Regions from separate parts of the Mus musculus genome. Here regions 2, 3 and 4 are each linked to region 1. Evidence: chromatin contacts called from public HiCAR-type, HiChIP or PLAC-seq and promoter capture Hi-C data. All regions are on one chromosome and are shown on one strand. The core of a region is the stretch at or near the end of the contact, and the rest is flanking DNA. Distances in the headings are between cores, read along the strand shown.

Evidence for each region. Promoter capture Hi-C pulls out the DNA fragments that hold promoters and counts their contacts. HiCAR-type assays count read pairs that join an accessible place to other places. HiChIP or PLAC-seq counts read pairs in DNA pulled down with a chosen protein or histone mark.
Region 2: an HNF4G HiChIP or PLAC-seq map of pancreatic cancer cells shows a contact between it and region 1. The contact joins the promoter of Gtf2i here to the promoter of Bcl7b in region 1. A contact is called at or near these places in 1 of 115 datasets of contacts at active chromatin or transcription factors (pancreatic cancer cells) and 1 of 9 other capture datasets (pancreatic islet).
Region 3: a HiCAR-type map of astrocytes shows a contact between it and region 1, with 2.8 times the contacts expected there. The contact joins the promoter of Ywhag here to the promoter of Bcl7b in region 1. A contact is called at or near these places in 1 of 39 promoter capture datasets (liver) and 1 of 115 datasets of contacts at active chromatin or transcription factors (astrocytes).
Region 4: a contact with region 1 is called in a promoter capture Hi-C map of neural stem cells. The contact joins the promoter of Eif4h here to the promoter of Bcl7b in region 1. A contact is called at or near these places in 3 of 39 promoter capture datasets (cranial neural crest, liver and neural stem cells) and 1 of 115 datasets of contacts at active chromatin or transcription factors (pancreatic cancer cells).

The regions. Positions count from the first base shown.
Region 1 is chr5:135,164,552-135,170,667 of GRCm38.p6, reverse strand. Bcl7b (B cell CLL/lymphoma 7B) reads right to left here and starts at 2,296. Exons shown (of 6, transcript NM_009745.2): 1 at 2,070-2,296. The coding sequence starts at 2,161.
Region 2 is chr5:134,311,791-134,317,906 of GRCm38.p6, reverse strand. Gtf2i (general transcription factor II I) reads left to right here and starts at 3,147. Exons shown (of 34, transcript NM_010365.4): 1 at 3,147-3,524.
Region 3 is chr5:135,931,967-135,938,082 of GRCm38.p6, reverse strand. It overlaps Ywhag (tyrosine 3-monooxygenase/tryptophan 5-monooxygenase activation protein, gamma polypeptide), which reads left to right and starts at 3,442. Exons shown (of 2, transcript NM_018871.3): 1 at 3,442-3,760. The coding sequence starts at 3,674. Gm40346 (a long non-coding RNA gene) reads left to right here and starts at 3,767. Exons shown (of 2, transcript XR_868594.2): 1 at 3,767-5,566.
Region 4 is chr5:134,636,729-134,642,844 of GRCm38.p6, reverse strand. Eif4h (eukaryotic translation initiation factor 4H) reads left to right here and starts at 3,436. Exons shown (of 7, transcript NM_033561.2): 1 at 3,436-3,604. The coding sequence starts at 3,546.

The DNA.
Region 1 (6,116 bases), core at 1,047-3,546:
TCACAAGAAAGGAACAGGCAGCATTTGCATGCTGGGTAACTGAGATTACTCATGGAGAAAAACTACAGCTTTGTAGCCTGTGACTCTTTGGCCAGGAACTACAACAGTGGGAGGAGGCACTGGTCTAGCCTGGCCAAGGGTATGGGCTCCATCCCCACCATACAAACAAAACTGACCCCTCCCCTCCATGTCTTCCTGAGGTAGAAATGGCAGATTTAACACCCTATTAGTAAAGCAAGAAAAGTTTGTGTGGCTTTTACTCAAGATCACCATGAGATAAACTCTGAAGGCCTCAAATATTTCTAAATCCAAATGAACCAGGTGTGCCCTCACCTCATTCAGCATTTCCTCCTGTGTGTGTGTGTGTGTGTGTTTGTGTGTGTGGGGGTGCTGGGAGGGGGACAGGGATGGAATTCAGGGCCTTGGCCATGCTAGGCAAGTACTTTACCTCCAAGCAACATCCCTACTCGCTCAAAATGCTTGTTTTGTCTTTTTTGTTCCTTGGTAGGGACTCTTAAATTGCTTAGATTGGCCTTAAACTTGTGGTCCCCCTGTCTCAGCTTCCTGAGTAGTTGAGCTCACAGGTCTAAGGCATTTGGCCCATTTCACTATGATGATTAGGACTCAAGTCCCCAGCTCTTCCTTGAGTAGCTAGGGGACTATAGGTGTGTTTTGCTGCAGTGTTAGTAGTTTTGAGTTAAAAAGTCAAACATGGGGCTGGGGTAGATATATATAGTTCAGTGCTAGAGAAATTATCACGAGTGAGCAAGGTGGTGGGCACTACCCTCAGAATTAGGGGATGGGAGTTGGTTCAAATATGCGGAATGTCTTGCAGTTCAACCTAATATAATTAAGGAAAATTCTGTGAAGGTGACCTTCGCTAGAATTTCAAAATGTGTCTCTGAGGAACCTACATTGAAATTTCTTTTGAGCATTTTATTATTTTTATGTGTGTGGGTGCTTTACATGCGTGTGTGTCTGCGCATTACACACGTGCTGTGCCCACAGATGCCAGAGGACATGGTATCCCATGGGACTGGAGAAGAGCTGTTAGGGGCCATGTGGTGGAAGAGCAGCCAGGTGCTTTTGACCATTGAGCCATTTTTCTAGCCTACATACTTTTCCTTACCAATAAAAAACAAAAGGGGGTAGAGACTTGAGAATTACATAGGAACAGAGGAATGCCATAAGATGCAGACATTTTCCAACACTTGGGAAACACAGACAGGTGGGTCTTTGAGAGTTCAAGGCCACCCTGGCCTACAAAGAGAGTTCCAGGACAGCCAAAGGATTGGGGACACTGATTCAAAAACAAACAAACCACTCTCGCGGCCTCTTAGCTACTGGGTAAACTGAGGCAGAAGAATCACTGCCAGCCTAAAGCCAGCCTGCGGTCCTCAGGGAGCTCCGGTCAAAAAACAGTAAGGAAATTACAAATCGTTAAGTGAAGTGAATGGCTCAGAGGCTTGGTTCAGAACAATTTAAAGCAATAAAATCCTGACCTAAATTGTTCGCTAATTGTTCTGGGTTTGCAATAAACATTTGCAGGGTCAGGGTACCTTGGTCGCCAAGAGCAAACCTATGGCGAGTGGGCTGGCTAAGGATCCAAGATATCAGGAATTTCTGTTCCAAAAGTGCCATGTTTACAAACTTCCGCTTAATTTCGACCACTTATATCGTATAATAGTCGGCAACAACGGACATCACCGGACACTTGTGCTGCGCAGGAGCGGAAACCGAACCCGGAGCCGCCAAGCAGCATTTCCGCGAGGTCTCCACCGGAAGTGCAACTGTGCAGCGCCAGGCCCCGCCCCAGGCAGAGCGGCCGGAAGCGGCTAATGACAGCTATGGGAGGGGCCATGAGCCGACCGTCTTTCTGATTGGCTACAGGGAACGCGGACTCTGAATTCACGCCGATACCGGCGCGCCCTCCTTTCGCTTTTTGGCTCCGGCCCCCTCCCCCCAGGGCCGGCCTCTTGGTTCCCATCCTGCCTGTTCCTGTATGGCGAGCCTCCGCGCCGGCTTTCCCGCAACCCCACGTCAGCAACCCCTCCGCTCCCGCCCCTCACCATTTCCGCACTTTCTCGATGGCCGCCATCACCTTCTTGATGTCATCTTTAGCCCGGCTACGGGTCTCGGCCCGGACCGAACGGCCGGACATGGCGGCGGCGGGGAGTGGCTGGGGGCCGGGACAGTGCTCCCAAGACGCGGGATATCACGCGCCTCACGCGTCGCCGTCCACCCGCTGCCACCGCAGCACGTCACCGCGGCCGTCGCCCCCCCTCCGTGCGCGCGTGCGCGAGGGAGCGCGCGCACCCGCCCGCCCCTTGGGCCCTCAAGGCCTCAGCGCGCTTGCGCACCCGCCCGGGGGCGTCCCTGCTGTGCGCCTCCAGAGACCCTTTGCCCTCTTGCTGCCAGGCTGAGCCCATCGTCGTCCGCACGTGGTGTGGGCCAGGCGAGGCTGCGAGGGTGGTGGTGGGATGAGGTTTCCAAGTCACCACTTTCCCTACCTGCTGCTTCAATGCATGCCCGGGAATTTTCAATACTGTAGACCAGGCCAACCTCGAATTCACAACCACCTGATTCTGCCTCTCCGGTGCTCTGTGCCATGGCATTTGACCGGAAAATTTTATTTCATTTTGCTTTTCCGAGACAGGGTTTCCTTCTCTGTGTAGCCCTGGCTGTCCTGCAACTCACTCTATAGACCAGGCTGGCCTTGAACTCAGAGATCTACCAGCCTCTGCCTCCCAAGTGCTGGGGTCAAAGGGGTTGGAATTTTCTTTTTTTCTTTTCTTTTTCTTTCTTTCTTTCTTTTTTTTTTTTTTCTTTACATGTATATGGCACAGAGGACAATTTGTAGAAGTTGGTTTTCACTAGTGAGTTTTAGGCTGTTATCAAGTCCTTTAATCCCCCATGACCCCTGACCCTTCAAGGAATTATTTATGCGCTGCATGTTCACCTAAAAGGAGATCTGTGTCATCATTGTCTAAATAGCTGTGTTCCGGAGTCATTATCACACCTTCCTTCATTTTGACTTCTGGTCTTCGAATTCTCAGCTACCCACCTGGAAATTTCTTCTGATTGAATCAACTACTTTTCCAACATCCAGGTCACACTGCGGCTCTTCCTGAGTATTTTGCACCTGGCTCATACTTTTAGCATTCCACTTCACTGTCAGGGAATTCAGTTCTGGATAAAACATTGCCTGTGTTCTGTGCATTGGACCAAGTACTGAGGACATAAATATTTCTCTTTTGAAAGAACTTCTGGACCAGGGACTGTGATGAACACATTTATCCCAGCACTCTGGCGGAAGAGGCAGGTGGATTTCTGAGTTCAAGGCCAGCCTGGTCTACAGAGTGAATTCCAGGACAACCAGGGATATGCAGAGGTTTTCTCTGGGGGGTTGAGGAAGGACAAAAAGAGAAAAGAAAGAGGGGAGTGAAAAGCAGTGATAACAGACCCAATAGAAGGAGGAGGTGACCCACAGCTGACGTTGCATGCCCAGAGGGACTTGTTTGAATCAACTTTGAGGTTTACTTGCAGTTCCAGGAAAACCAAGAGTTCAAGGTCATCCTTGACTGCGTTTAAAGTTTGAGGCCAGTTTAAGGCTGCATGAGACCCCGTCAAAGAAGAGGGAGAGGAGTGTGTCTCCCAGTGACTGTGTAACTTATCCTGAACTTGGCGAAGCTTCTGATTCATGACTCTCAGCCTTCCAGCTGAACATGTTTGCTGGGAAAGGATTCCTAAACAGCTTCTGCAGGGGGCGGGGGGGAAGGGCCCAGGTAACAAATGCAGGGAAATGATTACTGTTGAAATAACTGGATCAAACTCAAATGACCTAATACAAGTGAACCCAGGGCTTACCTAAACATGTCCTACATCAAAGGACACAATGAAGAAGATGTTCTCACTGCTACGGAGATGAAAATAAAGAACAAGAAAAGAATGCAAGGCAGGCCAACAGTGTGCTAAGCTTCACTGCTTATGTTCATGGACACCCGCTCCCCGAACCAGCACAAATACAAGGCCACCCCTTGACAGCTATGTTTAATTTCTCTCACCACCTAAATCCAAGCCATTGCCAGCAAGAACTCCCTCTGCTGTTCATGTTTCTCTACCACCTTCTTTAAATTTAATTTAAAAGAAAAAAATTTTTGAGGTAATGTCTTCCCATGTAGCCTGGAACCAAACCTGCCCAACCTGGGTTAAATAGCAAGACCCTTTCTCAAACAGGTAGGATCTAGTGGCATATACCTGTAAGCCCAGCACTGGGGAAATTTAGGCTAGAAGAACAGGAACTCAAGATTAAGGCCAGCCCTGGCTACTTGTGGTTTCAAGACCAACCTGGGCTCCATAAGACCTTGGTTTTGCTGGGCGTGGTGGCGCACGCCTTTAATCCCAGCACTCAGGAGGCAGAGGCAGGCGGATTTCTGAGTTCGAGGCCAGCCTGGTCTACAGAGTGAGTTCCAGGACAGCCAGGGCTACACAGAGAAACCCTGTCTCAAAAAACAAAAACAAAAACAAAAGCAAAAACAAAAACAAAAACAAAAAAGATCTCATCCTGCACCAATCAGGCCATTATGTCAAAACTAAGTGCAACTGGTATAAACGCAGAGATGTCTGCCAACAGGATGCCATGAAGATTCAAGGGCCAGATTCTGATACCCAACATTGGTTATGGGAGCAATAAAAAAAAAAGCACATGCTGGCCAGGGGCTTCCAGAAGTTCCTGGGCTAAAGTATCACGCAGCTGTGACTGCTCCTGGTGTACAGTCAGCCTTCTTATACTGAGACGGCACACAGTGCTTCCAAGATCTGCAAGTCATCTTGGAAAGAGCAGCATCAGAGTCACCAACCCCAAGGCCAGGCTGTGCATCGGAGAAAATGATTTGACGGCTCACTCACATGCATGGTTTATTTGTGCTTAAATAAAATCACAACAACTGCAAGCAGCAATTTGTATGCCAAAGGGAAAGCAGAGACCATAGCTATAGGGCTTGAGAGATGGCTTAATGGTTGGGAGCACTGGCTGCTCTTCCAAAGGACCTGTGTTCAATTCTCAGCACCTACATGGCAGCTTGCAACTGTTTGGAACTCCAGTTCCAGGGCATCTGGCACCCTCACACAGACATACAAGCAAGACACCAATGCACATGAAATAAATCATTAAAAATAAAAAACAAAAACCAAAACCATTTTTTTCCCCAAGCTAAACTCTTCTGAACTCTGTGAAACCAGATGTTGGAATTGGGGCCATCATCATAAGACAGACCAGGCACATGGTTGTGATAAGTCACATATTCTTGCAACTTCAGAAGATTATGTTCTGTTCCATGAACATGGATCTCAAAAGTCGTGCCCTGAACACAAGCTACAGAAGACCTGAGTCCAGATTGTTTGTAGAGACAAGTTGGGGAGAGTACTGAGTTGACCTAGCAAAGTGAAAGTTACTCTCCAGTCATAACACAGTATACTTCTTTCTTCTGTCTCTAAAGAGATGGGGTTTGTGTTGATCAAGCTGCCGGTGAACTCCTGGACTCATATGACCCACTTCAGTCACTCTAGAGCCTAGACTGCAGGCATGCACCACTACATATGGCTACAATTTTTGTAGGCAGGGTTTTTCTGTGTAGCCCAGGTGGTGTGGAACTCACTCTGTAGACTAGGCTGGCCTTGAACTCAGAAATCCACCTGCCTCTACCTCCCGAGTGCTGGGATTAAAGTCATGTGCCACCACTGCCTGGCCAGCTACAATAATCTTGTATTGGTGTGTGTATACATACACACACACATATATGTATACACACACACATATATAAAATTTTGGGGCGTTGTTTTGTCAAGACAGGGTTTCTGTGTGGCCCTGCTATTCTATAACTAGCTCTGTAGACCAGTGTGGCCTCAAACCTGCCCCTACCTCCTGAGTGCTGTGATAAAAGGTGTGTACCCCAGGTCACTACCACCACTACCACTGCTGCTCAGTGTGACAATAACATAAAAATAACGAAAGACATTTTGTATGTACTTGTGAACACATGTGTATGCCTATTTGTTTTTTGTGTGTGTAGAAGCTAGAAGTAAATTTCTTCCGTCATTCTTCGGGCGTCCATCAT
Region 2 (6,116 bases), core at 1,898-4,397, 850 kb after region 1:
TTTCCTTCCTTCCTTCCCTTTTTTTTTTTTTTTTTCCCCTTTGAGGCAGGGTTTCTCTGTGTAGCCTTGGCTGTCCTGGAACTCACTCTGTAGACCAGTCTGGCCTCGAACACAGAAATCTGCCTGCCTCTGTCTCCCAAGTGCTGGGATTAAAGGAGTGAGCCACCACGGGCCGGCAAAGCTTTTTCTTTAAATGAAAAATTTTAAGTTAATTGAAAAGCCAGCCATGATGGGTAAACACCTTCAATCCTACACGTTAGGGAGACTGAGGCAGGAGGAGCAAATGTTTAAAGTTTTCCTGGGCTACAAAGTTGAATTTGAGACTAACCTGGGATATTTAGTGAGACCCTGCCTCAAAAGAACATGCTAATGATGGACTGAGATAGCCCAGTGGCAGATTAAAAGATGGACTGAGATAGCCCAGGTTGTGGATTGATTGATTGCTTTGCCTAACACACTGGAGGCCCTGGGTTCAATCTTTAAAGCTAAAATAAAAAATTTTTTTCTAAGATCTACAAAAAGGAGTCTTCTATGAAACTGTGAGGGAAAATGGTATCTCTACCATTTCAGTAAGCAAAGATTACAGTCATGATGTTTGCATAATGAAGATGAAATTGTTTGAACTTTGAGGGTTGAAGACCTAACAGAAATCTTGTTTAGATTGTAGGTAGTTTTGACTTGTCAGGAAGCACTGGCCACCTGTGGAGACTTCAGACCTGGCACTGGGCACACTGCTTATCCCAGAACTCAGAGGTTAGATCAGGCTACAGAGTGAGAGCCATTTCAAAGCCAAAACAGACCAATGGCATCTATGGAACAAGTCCTCTCCTGAGAGGATTAAGACCGTCTAAGAGATGAAAACCATTTAATGCAGTAAGAGATGGTTACAGAGGAACGAGTCTGAACTGGAAAATACAAGCGTTACTGACAGGCACTGCCTGTGCACAAAGAAGCTCCAGTACACTCCAGCAGTGGGAAAAGTTGGCCAAAGATCAAGGTTGCCAGCCGAAGCCAGTCTTTCCCTGTCGTGAAAGGAGGCAGGAGGGTGTGGACAACTGAGTGTTTTGAGTGATATTCATATAGATGTTATGATATATTGTTACGAATGGTTTATCAATATTATTGCTACTGTTACTGAATACAAGGTCGCATGGATCCCTGTTTGACTTCAGAGTCTCTGTATAGCAGGGGACAAAGTTGAACTTGTCTTTCTGCCTCCATCTCCCATGGGCTGGGATTACAGATATGTGGTACCCTTTATGTTTCCTGTAGTACATAAACCACGTATGTATGTATGTACGTTACCCTTTATGTTTCATGTAGTGTATGTATGTATGTATGTAGTGCTGAAGGTAGGGGCCTGTGCATGTTGGCAAGCACACTACCAGCTAAGCTACATCCTGGCCCCAGAATATTGTTTTAGTATCACTGTGTTATTTTTAATCTTTTGTATGTAATTAAAACAAAAACCTTTGTAATGTTTTCTTTCTTTGTTGTTTTGAGAAACATGGTCTTATCTCCTAGCCCTGGCTGACATGAATTCCCTACTTGGACAGTCTCTTCTCCAGCTCATATCCTCCCAAGTGTTGGAATGTCAGGTGTGCATCCCAGGACCTTGCAGAACTTTCATCCTAAGCATATGTAGGGAAAAAAGTTTGGAGTGATTTAATTTCAGGCATGCATCTTAGAACGTAGCCCCTGCTGCAAAGGAGTAGGACTCCTGTTTCGGTCTTATGGAATCTGGTTAAATATTCCAAAGAGCAGTGAAATCCGGGGGCAAAGAGCAAGTTGTTCTTTTGACAACTTAATGAATAGCCCTGGACAGAGTCGACAGAGTTGAGTCACAATCGGATTAGGAAAGGAAACGAAGGGTGTAAATATTGTTAGGGAAAATCGTAATAAAAACCAAAAAACGTAGGCGGCTTCTCTAATCAGACTGCTTCCCAGGAATCCTTAAAGACTCCGTGGAGTGCAAAGAAATCCAACATGGAGATTGTAGATGAGGCTTTGTGGGTGCGGTTTCATACAAGAAAGTCGACCAGAGAACGCCAATCCTTGAACCCGAATTCAAAGGCAGGGTTTTGGAACTACATCAAAAGAGTGGCTTGCACGGAAAGTTTTCCAGCAAGCGACAAAGAGGCTGGGAGGCTGGAAAAAGCCTTGTGGCCGCCACCTACCGAGAAGCAACGGGTGGGGGAGGGCGCCCGAATATTCGGCGGACATAAGCGGTGGGAAGGAAAAAAAAGAAAAAAGAAAAAGGAAAAAACAAACGAACAAACACCACAAATTCACCCAATTCTGTCCTTTGCATTAACAGCTAAGTTCTTCAGACTCGGGCTTTTTTAACTTTTGCATTTAACTTAGATGAACAGTTAGTTGATACTCTTCGAAAGTCATTGATCTTATGAAGTAGTTGAGAAAAATAAATATAATGGCCGGAGGAGGGTCTTAAGTTTACTTTCTTTGTAGCTGTGGGGACGATCAGGATTTCTTCAATTCTCCTTCTAAATGTGGAGCTGTGTAAAGACTCGAAGAGAGAAGAAATGGAAATCACGAGTTCCTCACCCCCTCCCATCCGTTGCCTGTCCCAAGTTTGGGCAAGTCCACTCTGGTTGCTTCTAAAGCCAGCTTTGAAAACATTGAGTTCTTTGTGTCCCGGAGCTGGGGGGACCTCCCTCTGCAAATCAGGCGACAGGCCAGCCCCGGGGCTCCCCTGGCCTTTGCAATGTCCCTAACTTTGCAATTTGCAAAGGGATGTTGGTAGCAAAGAGTTATTTAAGTGGAAGTTGTGGCCTGCTGGAGAAGGAAGGGGGGGGACACTAAGTTCTAGGTCTCACCCCACTCCCCTCCCCCATCCGGGCGGCCGCGCAGGCCCCAGGTGCAGCCATGTTCTCGCTCCCACCACCCGCGCGCTTCCATTGACAGTCCAAGCCGGAGAGGGCCGGGCGCCGCGGCGCTTCGCCTCGGCCTAGAGGGGGGCGGTGGGGAGAGAATCAGGGTTCATGCCGCAAGGCTGTCTGGGAGTTATAGTTCGGGGTACCCACCCGTTGCGTAGGTGAGCGCGGGTTCAGAACTACAACTCCCGGTGGGCGGTGCTGCTTGTGCGCACGCGCAGCGGCACCTTCGAGGAACAAAAAAAAAAAAAAAAAAAAAAAAAGGCAAAAAAAAAAAAAGGGGGAAAAAAAAGGAGGAGGAGGAGGGTGAGAGATAAGCTGGGAGAGCAGAGAAAAGGGGGCACCGGCGGCCCCCCCGCTTCCCTGCACGCGCTTGCCGCCCGCCTGCCGCGGTTATCCCTGGGCTTCGTCCCTGTTCCCCCCCCCCCCCCCCGGCGTCTGGCGACCCAGCGTGGAGCGAGGCCCCGCCGGGGGCGGCCATGCGGCGGTGACAGGAGCACGGCCGAGACGCACGGGCCCCCCTCGCCCTCTCACCTCCACCCCGTTCGCCAGCTCGCCGAGGCCCCTCCGGCCTACACTCGCTTGCTGTCCGCATCCCCCCCTCCCCGACCCTCCCCGGCTGCTCTTCGGGTGAGTCCCTGTCGCCTCAGATCGTCCCCTTTCCCTCGAGTGTCCCCTCCGTCGTCCCCCTCTGCCTCGGGGTGCCATGGCGAACAGGGGCGTCTTTATTCGACACTCTGCCCCCGTCGGGAGTGTGTGCACCGACTCGGGCGTGAGAGTTGGGGTCGCTTGGCGCGCTGCGAGTGGCAAGGGGACAACTTCGGGGTGAGGAAGCGGACGCGCTGTGACCCCCCCCAAAGTCCACTCTACTTGGGGGCCTTGGCAGCGGACGCGACGCGGCTTTTTTGGGGGGATGGGGCGGCTGGTGGTGGGGGGAGACGACAGTTGCACGCGCACACCCGTGGTGCGTGGGGGAGGACTCGCGGCGTTCCGCGCCTGCGTACATTGTATCCAGACGCGTGGACGGTGGTCGGGGGACTGGGTTGGGGGTGTTTGAGAGGGATGGTCTCGCGCGAGCAGCCCCCCGCGCGTGAACGAGCGGACGAGTTAGCGTACCCCGGCGGGGCCGCGCAGCCCTGCTCCTTCGCTCCTGATTGGCTGGGAGGGCTCGCTCGGGGACGCGCGCGCGGGCGCGCGGGGTGCCACGGCCCCTCCTGAGCCCCGTGGGGTCGCGCTCGGGTTCGCTGTGTGAGCGTTTGTGTGTGTGTGTATATGTTTGTATGTGTGTGTGTGTGTGTCGGGTTCGCTATGAGAGCGTGTGTGTGTGTGTGTGTCCGTGTGTCCAGGGCTTGCGGAGCTTAGGGCAGCAGGCTGCGTGCGATTGGCCGGCGGGCACCGTGGGGGCGGGGCGTCGGTGCCTGGTAACTGCGGTGGGGGCCCCCGGCAGGGGGGCGGGAGCCACCAGGCTTGGAAGCCAGTGCCCGCCCTGGCTGTCCGGTGCTCCGCCCTGCTCCCAGGTGGAGCCCAGCCGTGGGCTTTGTCCGGAGCTGGTCGCTTGCAGGTCCCTCGGGGCCAGGACTTTTTTTGGGGGTGGGGGCGTTAGGGAGGAGGAGATGGAAATAAACACAATGACCGGAAGGAAGACTTTAGCCTTGAGGCTATGAAAATAATCAGTCTGGCTTGGGCAAGCACTCAGCCTTCGGGGTTAAGAGAAGGAACGGGGGAAAAAGTTTACTCCTGCACTTCTATTTTTTTTTCTCAATTTTGCCCTTTTTTTTTTTTTTTTTTTTTTTTGAGGTGCGGGAAATCTCAGTATGGCTGCTCTGGAACTCTTAGGTAGAGCAGGCTGATCTGGAATACAGAGATCCGCCTGCTTCTGCCTCGCCAGCGTTGGGGTTAAAGACCAAGTGCAACCAAGTCTCGCCCAAGTTTTGCTTAATTTAAAAAAAAAAAAAAGTAAAACTTTAAGTAGGATGTTTTGTATCTCAGGCTGGCCTGGAACTCGCTTTGTAGTGGAGGCTTCCCTGGAGCTTCTGATCTCTCCTGTATTCATCTGCTAAGTGCTGGGATCGCAGGTCTGGCTCCGAAATTCTTGGGCCTCTTACATTCCTTTCCTGCCGCCCACCTCGCAGCTCCCTTTAGCACACCCCCTCCTTGCCTTATGGCTTTGTGCTCCTTGGCTGCTGAGAGTGCAGATCTGAGATGGTGCTGGTGGAGTGCCCGCCGATTTGGGGAACAGGGGATGAGGTGCAAGGCCGGCTATCTTTTCCGGCTGCTGTGCTGGCCCAGCCTGCCTGGTTTCCTGGGCAAAGTTAGTTTGTAAATAAGGGGGTGCAGTGTAAATAAGGTGCAGGTACAGTACCCATAAACATCTGGCTTGGGATTTGGGGTGGTTGGTATTTCCTATAGCAGGCTTTTCTTTCTTTTTCTTTTTCTTTTCTTTTCTTTTTTTTTTTTTTTTTTTGAGAGTTGCCTCGGGCTTCTTTGTTGCTTGCTCCCTGGGAATCTTGCCTCACACCCTGGAGGCACAAAAAACTTTCTGTCCGCAGTCATTTCCGTAAGGCCTTTCTTTTATGTTGGGGGGGGGGGTCACCAGTTGTTTTTGGTTACCCACCCCCTTCTGAATTGCTTGTTAGCCTTGGGTCATCCTTAGGCAAGGGGTTGCTAAAATCCATGCCTACCATTATGGGAGTAACCCAGGACCTAGTGCTTGTTAGGTAAGTAGTGTACCGAACAAAGCTCCCAGTTCCCTGAGGATTCTAGGTTGGCACTTTCACCCTTCAGTCAGCTTTCACCCTTCACCTCCCCGCCCCATTACTATTTGAAATAGTTTCACTAAGTTGCACAGGTTGGCTTTGAACCCCGTCTGTAGCCCAGGTCCTCTTTGAATTTGGTAATTCCCCTGTCTCTCAATTGCTTGTACAGCTGGGATGGATGGTGAACCTCTGGGGAGGGAGGGAGGTTCTGCCTTTGTTCCTTTCTATTTAGGTGGTAAACTCTGGTTTGGTCCTGTTCAGGTCTGCAGGCCCTCTGCCAGGTGTCTGCAATATAGTGCGGTGGCCGCTGGGTTTGGTTGTGTGTGTGTGTGTTTTTTTTTTTTTTTGGTTTTTCGAGACAGGGTTTCTCTGTGTAGCCCTTGGCTGACCTGGAACTCACTCTGTAGACCAGGCTGGCCTCGAACTCAGAAATCTGCCTTCTTCTGCTTCCCAAGTGCTGGAATTA
Region 3 (6,116 bases), core at 2,193-4,692, 770 kb before region 1:
CACCCGCATTTTCTAAAATAAAGGGAAAGTTGGAAAAACAGACTTCCACCATGTAATCAGCCCACCAATCAAACAAACAACATCAACGAGGAAAATAATAAAGACGCTTCATTTATTATTTTAAAATGACTTAGTTCCTGAGCAGGGGAGGGGCTAGGTGAATACAAAAACACTATTTTAGGGGGCGAGGGACAGGATTCAGTTGGGAGCATCCATGTGAGACCCTGGGTGGCAGTCTCAGCACAGTAAAAACTACCAATGAAATCATCAAACTCCAACGTTGAATGACTTAGCATGCTACTTTATGTCCCTTATAGTCTCAGTCCTGACACCATTAGAATTTCATGAAACACCAAACAGTCAGACCACCTATCGATAAATCTGTCCCAGTGTTCCAGGTAAATGACAGTGAATACCTTTGATTCCAGCACTAGGGAGGCAGAGGCAGGATAATCTGTGTGAGTTTGAGCCTGCTCTGCAGGTGTCCGTCCGCAGGCTCTCTCACTGGCCTGGAACTTGCCAAGTAGGTTAGGTTTGCTGGCCAGGGAGCCCCCATGAGTCTTCTCAGCCTTCACCAGGCTGGCATTACACATCTGTGTTACCACACCCAGGTTTGTTTGTTTGTTTGTTTGTTTGCTTTGAAACTGTAGGTGCTGGGTTTAGGCTTAAGCCTTGTTTGCAAGTCGAGCACCCTTCCTACTGTTTCCCATGCTTCCTTTAGTCTATGAGGGCTCAGGTGGAAATGTTGCTGACCCCATTGTAGAATCTTTCTTAGAACCTCCCTCCAGTTGAAAGTTGTTTTTTCTTCGTTTGTTTTGTTTTCCAAGACATGGCTTTTACTGTGTACTCCTGACTGTCCTGGAACTCACTCCACAGAACCTGGCCTTAAACTCACAGAGATCCACCTGCCTTTGCCTCCCAAATACCTCGATCAAAGGTGTGTGCCACCACCCACCTGAAAATACTTTGTGTGGTGCTAGAGGTTGATTTTTTTCTTTCCTTTCCCTTCCCTTCTCCCTCTTGCTCTGGTCCTTACTCGCTCTGGGCCCAGAGGTTGAATTTTTTTTTTTTTTTTTCATAGACAGGGTTTCTCTGTATAGCCCTGGCTGTTCTGGAACTCACTCTGTAGATCAGGCTGGCCTCGAACTCAGCCTGCCTCTGCCTCCCGAGTTCTGGGATTAAAGGTATGCGCCACCACCTGGCAGGGTTGATTTTTTAAAAACTTTTGTTTGTTTTGGTTTGTTTTGTTTTTTTGTTTTTTCGAGACAGGGTTTCTCTGTGTAGCCCTGGCTGTCCTGGAATTTGCTTTGTAGGCCAAGCTGGCCGTGAACTCATAGATCTGCCTACCTCTGCTTCCTTTGTGATGGAATTAAAGGCTTGTGTCACACACCTGGCTTCAAGATTTATTTTTATTTATGTGTTTGTTACATTTGTGTGCCCAATGAGGCTGGAAAAGGCTATCAGATTCTCCAGAGCTAGAATCACAGGCAGTTATAAGCCAGTAGACTGGGTGCTAGGGACCGAACTTGGGGCTCTCTGGGGGATCAGCCAGCAAGATTAACCACGGAGCCACTTCTTGAGCCTTTCATCTTTTCCCATTCATTCATTCATTCATTCATCTTTGAGATGCTGTCTGGGCTGGAATTACCAGCAATCTGGCTGCCTCTGCCTTCCTGATGCTGGGATTAAAGACCAATCCTGATTGTTGAGTGTAAAACAAATTAATAAAAAAGAAAGGAAAGGATATGAGTGGTCCTAAGGTACGGCTAAGGAGAGAGTTTATTACAGGTAAAAAAGGGGCAAGGTGGCAGCGCATGCCTTTAATCCCAGCACTTGGGAGGCAGAGGCAGGCAGATTTCTGGGTTCGAGGCCAACCTGGTCTACAGAGTGAGTTCCAGGACAGCCATGGCTACACAGAGAAACCCTGTCTCGGGGAAAAAAAAAAAAGATATAAAAGAGGCATAGCCAGACGCAGACACATCTGGAAGAGTCCAGAGTGGTCATGACCCTGAACCATGAAGAAAGGGGAACCAGCCAGGAAGCCAAAGGTACAAAAGGAGCAAAACAAGGGGTGGGTAAACAAAAAGTCTGGATTATATAGGGAAGAGCCCCTGGGCAAAGGGCAGCCCCTCCCCCTGTGCCCCAGCTGGCCTGGAGAACCTGGAGGCCAGGTTCACTTTGGTATGTTAAAAGTTAGTCAGCTGCTTGTTGTGGGTTCAAACAGTTGTCTCCTTTTTTTTTTTTTTTTTTTTTTTTTGAGCCGAGTGCTTTGTCTGCTTTGTGTATTGTTGTGTGCTAATGTACAAAGTCATTGGAACTGGGCCGGTGCTCAACGTGTTGAATGGATGAAGCAAAACTCTACAGTCAAGGCCATTGTGTTGGTGCATGCCTATAATTCCAGAACTTCGTCTAGAGTCACCTTAAGAAGTGTAAGACCCTACTTCAAACCAAACAACTCATAAAAACACAATGAAAATAAAATACGCAGTCAAAACTATAGCGGGTGTGCGTTCAGGCAGGCGTTGGTCCAGTTCACTGGAGAGGAAGAAGGGAGTCCCCCAGGGTCAGTCTGCAGGCAGCTACACCATTTAGGGAAAATAGGCAATATACCGGGCGGATATGTGTCATTCTATGATTTCATCCAGTTAAGTCCGATGTTAAAGTGCATCACTGGAGACTGCAACCATGGTGGGTGTGTGTTAGACAGTTGTCCAAGGGTTGCATCATTCACGCGGCCATCTCTAGGACAGGTTCACCTTTTCCATCTTTTCCATGGTGGTGGTTGGGCAGTTTGGATTTACGGTGTCTGTACTTCTTCTGCCTACTTTATATTCGTGTTTTTCCCCTACCCCTCCACCATGACCAGTTACTTCAGTTTCAGAGAGTCCAGATCTAAGGCCTTGACCTTTTCTTTCCTTCCAACTGCCCAGAGGCTATGGGGCGAGGCCGTGAATCAGCACTCGCTTAGGCTAGTGTAGACTGCTTCCCCGCCAGGGGTCCCCAGCGGCTGCGGGTTAGACCCTGCCCCCCATCCGGTCCGCCTCTGCCTGCGCGCAATGCCCACTGGGAGATGTAGTCTCCACCACCCCTTTGTCCTTGGTCTGCTCTGTAATTCAGCTTGCTGCAGGTCAAACTACAATTCCCAGGAGGTCACGCGCCAGAAGCTATGCAAAAAAAAAAAAAAAAAAAAAAAAAAGGGGGGGGGAGAGGCCCCCAGGGGGCAAGGAGAGGTGGGTTTGATGAAGCTGAGGATTTACGGTAAAGTGAAGAAAGGGGCACATTAGGGAGCAGTGTAGTACTGGGGATACACTGAGAAAATCGCAAAGAGCCACCGCGAATGTTCCAGTAGAAGAGAAGCCCAGTAAATGCAGGACCGGGCGGGACCGGGCGGGGCGCGCGCATGCGCGAGTAGGCGGTGACTTTTACGTCACCCGTGTGGGCGGGACCGCAGGGGGTTGTCCGCCCGCGGCACGCATTGGAGCCGCAGCCTCCTTGCGCCGGGTCCCGCGGTCGCAGCTCGTGCCGCCTCCTTCTCCTCCTCGTCTCAGTAGCTTGCTTCGTGGGTCGGTCCCTCCGACACACGAGCTCCAAGCCGCTCCTCTCTTTTCCTGAAGCCCTTCAAGGCGGTCTTCGGTTTCCTTCTTTCCAGCCGATCCTCTTCAGCCCTGTGAAGATGGTGGACCGCGAGCAACTGGTGCAGAAAGCCCGGCTGGCCGAGCAGGCGGAGCGCTACGACGATATGGCCGCGGCCATGAAGAACGTGAGTGTCTCCTCCCCTCCCCCCTGCCTCGCCCCAGCCTCTCCCGACACCGCGTTCCTCGGCGTGGAAGGCATGCTCCAGGGGCATGTTGTCTTGTCACGACTATAGGGTCACCTCTCCATCTCACTCCTTGGAGGGGTTGGGGACGGGGGCTCATGCACCCGAGTGGTGACGCGGCCTCTTTCCCAGCCTCTCCGAGTTCGGGGCTGGGGCGGGGTCTTGCGTGGCTGGTTTCTGCTGTGGGGTGGGGGTCTCTCTGTGACCCTGAATGTCCAGAGACCTGAGTTGGGGGCCGTGCGCATCCTTTGTGCCCCACTTCCCCTCCTCCCAGTTTAGGCGTGGGGGCGGGGGGACCGCATGGATGCGGTTCCTCTTTCTCTCCCTGGTGTCTGGGCGGCGCCTTCCCCATTCACTCAGCAGGTCTCCCAGTTTGCCGCCTCCCCACTCCATCACCCCCCCCCCCAATCTTTCCCACTGACACATCCTTTAAAGACGTTTCGGGAAGAAAAAAAATGTAGGACCCCCTCTCCTAAAAGAAAAAAGAAAAAAAAACCCAGCCTCAATGATGTAAAATCGAAACCACCTTTCTCACGTTTTTTTTTTTGTTTTTTTTTTTTTTAACAAAAGGCTTCCTTTTAACCATTCCCCAAAGCAAGTCTGTTAGGAAGGGAGGGATATGTGTGTTGCTGGCATTCCCATTCATGGCCCTCTATATAGCATCTTCATTTTTCATTTTATTTATTTTCCATTTCAAAGGGTTAACTATAATGCCTTTGAATGTTAACTGACTGAGATATGCAGTTTCTCTTTTAATTGCAGGCACGAGTCTGCAGAAATTCGTTTGAGTGTAAAAAAATATTCTGTCTGATCTGATACTGCAAACAAAGCGGTGGTGGGAGGCAGTATCAAGTCATTCCAGAAGATTCTGCATTTGTCATATTGCAGAGAGCCTAGACTGGGTGGAGGCTGGGAGGATTTATTTTAAAGGGGAAAAAGTCTTTTTAAAAGAATTTTTTTTTTTTTTGTTAAATGTATCCGAGGCTTTTTTTCTTCTGACCTAATGTATCCTCGTTCTGACGAGAAGGGAATACTGTCGCATTTTTGTCTGAGATGCAAAATCCTAACTAGTTGCACCATTTTGTCAGTTACTCTCAATTTATTAATGAATTGGGGACCAGTTTGCCAGCGGGGGTGGGGGGGAGGTGCTCAATATTCCAAAATTCAGTAGAAAAATTACTATTACAGTTTTCAAAAATTAATAATTGGGTTTTCCACTCTGTTAATATCTAACTTCCTATCTTATGTAACAAAGGTTGTTAAATACATCTCTGGTGTAAAGTGGGTGCTGGAGTGCCCCCTCCCTGTTAAACCTTACAAATGAAACCCGGAGAGAGAGAGAGAGAGAGACTATTTAATTTTAAATGATTTTTTTTCTTTGTTTTTTCAAAAGGCCAGGTGCTTATCCTTTCCTAATTAAATAAGCTACAGATGTTTTTTGTTTTACAAAAAATAATTGGTTTTAAAACCAGAAATACTATTGTATTAGTGTGTTGTTACAGTTGCCTTTTTTAAATAACAGTTAAACCATTAAAGGATACAAACTGGACTCTCAGTAGGTCACTAATGCTGGAAATGTCTTCAGTTTGTGATATCTAGACTCTAATTTTCCCCTATTTCTAGTTCCACAGGAGAGCGAGTGACCTCGCACCTATATCCATAGCAACCCAGTGATGTCACACACAATGACACAGAGGCTGCAATGCACCTAAGGGCTGGTAGGGAGTTTTCAGATGGCATTTGTCCAAGGTAATGCAGAAATGAGCTGATAAGCCAGGTGGCATTGAACACTTCATCTTCTACCAGATGGGCCTTGGTCCCCAAAATGAAAATTTTATTTTCTTTTAGAAATGGGCAATGACATCTAGGCAAGCCCATTCACCTTAACACTCCCAGTAACAAAAGTTGATAGGATACTTTCAAGTTTTTAAGCATTCATCTCTCTTATTTTAAAAACCAACAATGAGGAAATGAATGGATTTGTAAGTAAAAATGTCTCTGTGGTCAGAGTGAAGAGGTAGGGTGTGCATTTAGGGTTTTCATAAAAACCTTAAAGTATGCTGGCTTCCTGCTGGCCATCTGCAGTAGCTGTTAGGGAATAAGAACCCCATACAGTATTTTCCAGAGGGGAAGACTGTTTTATTGGCAGTACTTTGGAAGGAAGAACCATTTGTAAAATAAAGATTTTTAAAAAAAAGTTTCCTTAAACCTCTTTTCTGTGGTTTTGAGGAAATCATCTCACCATGAAATTTCACACAAGACTTAACTGAAACACGGTTGGTTCCTAAACTTGGCAGCT
Region 4 (6,116 bases), core at 2,187-4,686, 530 kb after region 1:
CTCTGAGTTCGAGGCCGACCTGGTCTACAGGGTGAGTTCCAGATCAGCCAGGGCTACACAGAACCCTGTGTCAAAACAAAAGAAAATAAACAACAAGAAAATCAAGGACCAGTAAGATGGCTTCAGTAAGTAAAGGCATTTGTCACCAGGCCTGACCTAAGTTCAGTCCCCAGGGCCCACACCGTAAGAAGTTCTGAAAACTGTCCTCTAACCATATGTGCACTTTGGCATGAGCACCACTCCCCTCACACACAATAAATGGATAAATGTAATACATACAATAATAGATAAATAGCCAAATGTGGTGGTTCATGCGTGTGGTTCCAGCACTCAGGAGATGGAAGGAGGAGGATCAGAATTTCAAGGTCAGCCCAGCAAGGGTGGTGCTACACGCCTTTAACCCCAGCACTCTGCAGGCAGAGGCAAATGGGTCTCTGAGTTCGAGGCTAGCCTGGTCTACAGAGTGAGTTCCAGATCAGCCAAGGCTACACAGAGAAAGCTTGTCTTGAAAAATAAAACAAGAGTCTGGAGAGATGGCTCAGTGGTTAAGAGCACTGACTGCCCTTTCAAAGGTCCTGAGTTCAAATTCCAGCAACCACATGGTGACTCATAACCACCAGTAATGAGATCTGACGCCCTCTTCTGGTGTGTCTGAAGTCAGCAACAGTGTACTTATTTATAATAATAAATAAATCTTTAGGCTGGAGCTAGCAGGGACTGAGTGAGCGAGGTTGACTGGAACGAGCAAGTGGGGCCGACGGGAGCGAGCAGAGGTCCTAAAAATTCAATTCTCAATAACTACATGAAGGCTCGCAACCATCTGTACAGCTACAGTGTACTCGTATAAATAAATAAATATTTTTTAAAAAGAAAAAGAAAACAAACAAACAAAAACTCAAAAAAAAATCAAAGTCTTCAGCTACATAGAAAGTTCTAGACCAGCCTAGGCTTTAGCCCTAGGTAAAAAAACCAAGCAAGTAATAACAAAACAGCAGAAAAGGTAATAATCATAGGCTAAAGATGTACCTCAGAGATAGAATGTTCCCCAAAGGCTAAGGTTCTTGGTTCAACATCCAATATTGATGGAGAGAGAAAAAATACTCCCATGGCAGGCAGGACGGCTCAGTGTACAAAGGGAAATGAGTCAGATCCTAAGGCTCCAAATGAAAAAAAGAGAAAAATCCACTCCTGCAGAGAAACACCTGCACTACCCTCCCTGCCCCATGTTCTAAGCAATTATAAGCAGAAAATTAAGTACACATGGCATTTATAATTATTACGTTATTTACCTCGGTTTGTTAAGACAGAGCCCTCCTCTGTAGCCCAGGCTGCCTAAAACTCAGTCTGTGGTCCAGGCTGGCCTCAAACCTAAACCAATTGCCCTTGGAGCCTCCTAATTGATAACCATAGGCCACCCTTCCCCAGGCCTCTGATTTCTACAGGGTTCTTTTAAATTGTAAATACTATACCTGGGCACATCCAAGAATGTTGTGGTCTCCATCAGAAGCCCCAGAAAGCTCTGGGGTCGTTCATTCTCACCAGGTGGCCATTCCTCGGTACTTCATGCAGTGCAGACCAGGCTTCTGGCTGGGCTTCTGGTGGTTATTATTGTTTGTTTTGGTTTTTGGTTTATTTTTCGAGACAGGATTTCTCTGTGTAGTCCTGGCTGTCCTGGAACTCACTCTGTAGACCAGGCTGGCCTCAAACTCAGAAATCCGCCGGCCTCTGCCTCCCAAGTGCTGGGATTAAAGGCATCCGCCACCATGCCTGGCCCAGCTGGTTATTTTATTTTGTATGTATGGGTATCTTCCCTGCATGTATGTCTGTGTACCTCACGTGTACCTGATACTCTCTGATCTTCTTGGAGGCTAAAAGAGGTTGTCAGATGCCCCTGAAGCTGAGTTACAATTTTGAGTTGCTATGTGGTTGCTAGAGATAGAAATGAAGCCCCTGGAACATTAGACAATGAGTGTCCTTAGCCTCTCCTGCCCCTGGGGTTTGTTCTGTAGTTTTGTTTTGTTTTTTTTAAAACATTGTGTCTTTGTGTGTCAGGGGTACAAAAAAGTGCTGTAAAATTCAGAGGTTCTCCTTCTTCTTGGTTTTTCAAGGCAGGGTTTTTCTGTGTATCCCTGGCTGTCCTCGAACTCACTCTGTAGAGCAGGATGGCCTCAAATTCATAGATCCGCCTGCTTCTGCCTCCAGAATGAGGGGAGTAAAGGCCTTTGCTACCACTTCCTAATTTAGGAGTCACTTCTTAGGAGCTGTCCATCTTGGTTGAATTTTTTTTTTTTTTTTTTTTTTTTTTTTTTTGAGACAGGGTCTATGTACCTGGTCCTCCCGCTAGATGTGTGTGTGTGTGTGTGTGTGTGTGTGTGTGTGAGAGAGAGAGAGAGAGAGAGAGAGAGAGAGAGAGAGAGAAAGAGAGAGAGAGACTCATCTTCTACCATGTGGGTCCTGGGGATCAAACTCAGGTCAAGCTTGGTAACAAACATCCTCACTCACTGAGCCCACCTGCCCACCCTTAAAATTTCTTTTTCAGAGCAGACTCCTGCAAAAATAAAACATATCTAATCTCTTATCAGTTCAACTACAAACAGCCTCATCTTCACCACCCCTCCCCAATACCCAGACAGAGAATACAATTTGTTTTGTCTTTATAAGATTTATTTTGTTTTTTATTTATTTTATTTTATTTTGGAGACCAGTCTCAGTCTTCCTAGAGTAGGGATTACAGATATTTACCACCACGTCGTTTGTAGCAGGTCTCAAAAACAAAGATATTTCACTTCGTCTTGTTCACACACACACACACACACACACCATTCTCACTTACAAGCCTTCTGCCCTTGGTCATCTAGGGACCTCTACCTAGAACAGGTTGTCTTCCTTTTAGCTTTACCCAGGGACCATTTGTCCTGAAGAATTGTGCCCAAGTGGGACCAAGTGGGGCAGACCTAGGGCACTTTAATAAATCTAACGTGATACCAGAGATCCCAACATAGTGGCACACTGTCACCCCAGCCCTTGAGAAAGGGAGAGAGCAAAAAACAAAAAAACAAACCCAAAAAAACAAAAAACAAAACTAGGGGTTCAAGGTCATCCTCAGCTACAGCGCCCCAGCTCCAGGCCAGCCTGGGCTCCACAAAACCCAAACTGAATCTAGTGACAATGAGAAAGCAGCGTGCAGGGTGACAGACAACGCCCGAGGGGTAGGTGACCACGGGGCAGGGCGGGGCAAGGACAGTAAGAGGCAACCACGCGTGAAAGCAGCAAGCTAGCACACAATGGGCCTGGGAGGGCAGAGCGTGCGCGCGGCGCCCCGGGGGCCGGCCGCCGCACCACGTGGGCCGCAGAGCGCGCCGGGGCCAGCAGCGGGCCCCGTCGGCCCAAGGCCGGGCGCGGCGGCGCGCGCATGCGTGCGTGCGACTTGCGATCAGGCAGCGCGGCGGACAGCCCCGGTAGCGGGGCGGGCGGGGGGAGGAGGAGTTATATTGCGGGGTCCTTCCTCGCTGGCCCGCTGGTTCCTCAAGGAGCGGAGACGGCAAATGGCGGACTTCGATACCTACGACGATCGGGCCTACAGCAGCTTCGGCGGCGGTAGAGGGTGAGGCGAGCGGGGCGCGGTCAGGCGGGCCAGCGGCTCGGCCGGGGGGAGTGCCGAAAGGTTCGAAGGGGGAGGCGGCCTTGCCGCGCTCACTCGAGACGGGCGGCGGGAAGCGGCCTGAGCAGGCCCGAGGCGAGGCCTGGAAATGGCGCGCTCCGGGAGCGGCTGGCGACGGTTAGGCTGCGGGTCTCTCGCTTGCTCGCGGCGCACATCCTGCCCTCGGCTCCGCGCCGGCCCCGGACCCGGCACCCTGCGGGGCCTCGGTCGGAAAGTTAGATCACAGCGACACCGGAGGGTTTCCCGGGGATACCAGTGCCCGCCCGCCGCGTCCAGCTTTCTCCCCAGCGCGCTCCGGGCTGGGATGCAGCGCGGAAGCGGGCGGCGGCGGCGGAAGCGGCCTGCCCCTCTCCAGGGTCCCCGCTGCCTGGCGGAGCCCCTGGGTCGCTTCTGCGAGAGGCCCGCCGGCAGCGAGAGGGGCGATTTCCCTTCCGATTCGAGTCTGGATGCTGGGACCGTCGGATCCAGCGAGGGAGACAGGGAGCGGGGACCTGAACCAAAACAAATCCACCGTAGTGGGGAGTGTGCGTGGCTCTTTCTCTCTGCCTCCCTGGCGTTTCGAATGCCTTATTGACAGATACTACGTGTCTGCTGGCGGAGATTGTTGATTTCTTCCCAGTTTCTTCCCTGACCTGGGGAATCGCTTTCGCTTCGTTCTGATTCCGGTCAGATAAAGACAACATACTTTAAAACCAGTCCTCCTCCCACCTCCCTAAATCCTTTACTGATGAATAGATAGCTCCTGGTGCATAATTCCAAAAAACGGGCGCCCGGATAGTTTGTGCCCTTTTAAATAACACGTTACCAGCTGGGGTTGTGGCTCAGTCACAGAGCGATTGTCTAGCATATCTTGGATTCAGTCTCCTGCCAAACAATAGAAATAAACAAGCATCAGCCACTTGCTTTTTTTTCTTTTTTTTTTTTAAGCTTATAGGAGTTTTATGGGACAATTTAATCGTCTTGTTTATTTGTCAAGGACACACTTGGCTTTTATCCTTTTTTACAGCAAAGGTGACTTGCCCGGAGAATATCACAATAGTTGTACTGAGGTGTTGGGTTTCCTAGGTGGCTGCCCCCAAAGTGTCTTTTGTTAGGTGAAGAATGATCACCTTTAAATACCTGGGTTTGAGAGTGAGTCACAGTCTTGTTTGGTTGCAGTAGTGTACTGGGTACTCTTCATGCTTTCAGAAGGAGGAAGTTGGGGCTAAGGTGGAGCCACACGTATTTTATTTGCTAATAAAAATAAAAATAGGTGTTGGATGAAATGTTAGCATGAATACCCTTGGGGATGGCTTTCTAGGTATGGGATTTGTACTAACGTCCCATTGGGTTGTTTTTTTTGTTTTAAAGATAGAGTCTTGGTGTGTATGTAATTCTGGCCAACTTGGAACACGCCATGCAGACCAGGTGAATTCAGCCCACCTCTGCCTTCCCAGTGGTGGGATTAGAGGCCTGAGCCGGCATGCTCAGTTTGGGTTGGGTTGTTTTTCTCTACTTGAAAGAAGTAAATGTGCTCAGGGGCTCTTTTTTTCCTACTCGAATCCTCATACTGTAGAGAGGTTGAGGCAGGAGAAACCCAAGTTTCAGACAGCCTGGACTACATAGTGAGGTCTTATCTCAAAGGGGAAGAAAACGCCTTTGAACAAACTTCCCAACCTTTGATGATGATGGAAAGGTCATTAGACTTAGCACATGCCACAAATGAGACCCTTGAATAACTTTAAAACATTAGAAAAAAATTCAAATCTCTCAAGATGCAACTTATTTGAAATACTTATAGGCAGATGAAAATGTTAGCCATTTACCTAGATGATCTCTCAAAGCTAATTTGAGATTCTTAACTTTTGGTTTTTCGATACAGGGTTTCTCTATGTAGCCCTCCCTGACTGTCCTGGGACTCACTGTGTAGACCAAGCTGGCCTTGAACTCAGAAATCCTCCTGCCTCTGCCTCCCAAGTGCTGGGATTAAAGGCGTGCTCGTGCGCCACCAAGCCTGGCGATTCTTAACACTCCTTTAAGCATCCCTTAAAGATGTTCTGAAAAGGGCTGGTGAGATGGCTCAGTGGGTAAGAGCACCCGACTGTTCTTCCAAAGGTCCAGAGTTCAAATCCCAGCAACCACATGGTGGCTCACAGCCATCTGTAACAAGATCTGACTCCCTCTTCTGGAGTGTCTGAAGACAGCTACAGTGTACTTACATATAATAAATAAATAAATCTTTAAAAAAAAAAAAAAAAAGATGTTCTGAAAGTCCCTTTACTTATTAACACCTCTTTGAATTGAAATTTTCAAGTTGTTTTCTTTTTTTGGGATACAGTCTCACTATGTAGGTAGTCCTGGCTGTCCTTGGAAAACAGATCTCCTGCCTCTACCTTCAAGCACTGGATTTAAAGGCCTGCATCACGGGTACCAGGCATTTTGACTGGCTTGTTCACATGGAAGTACATTTTTCAAT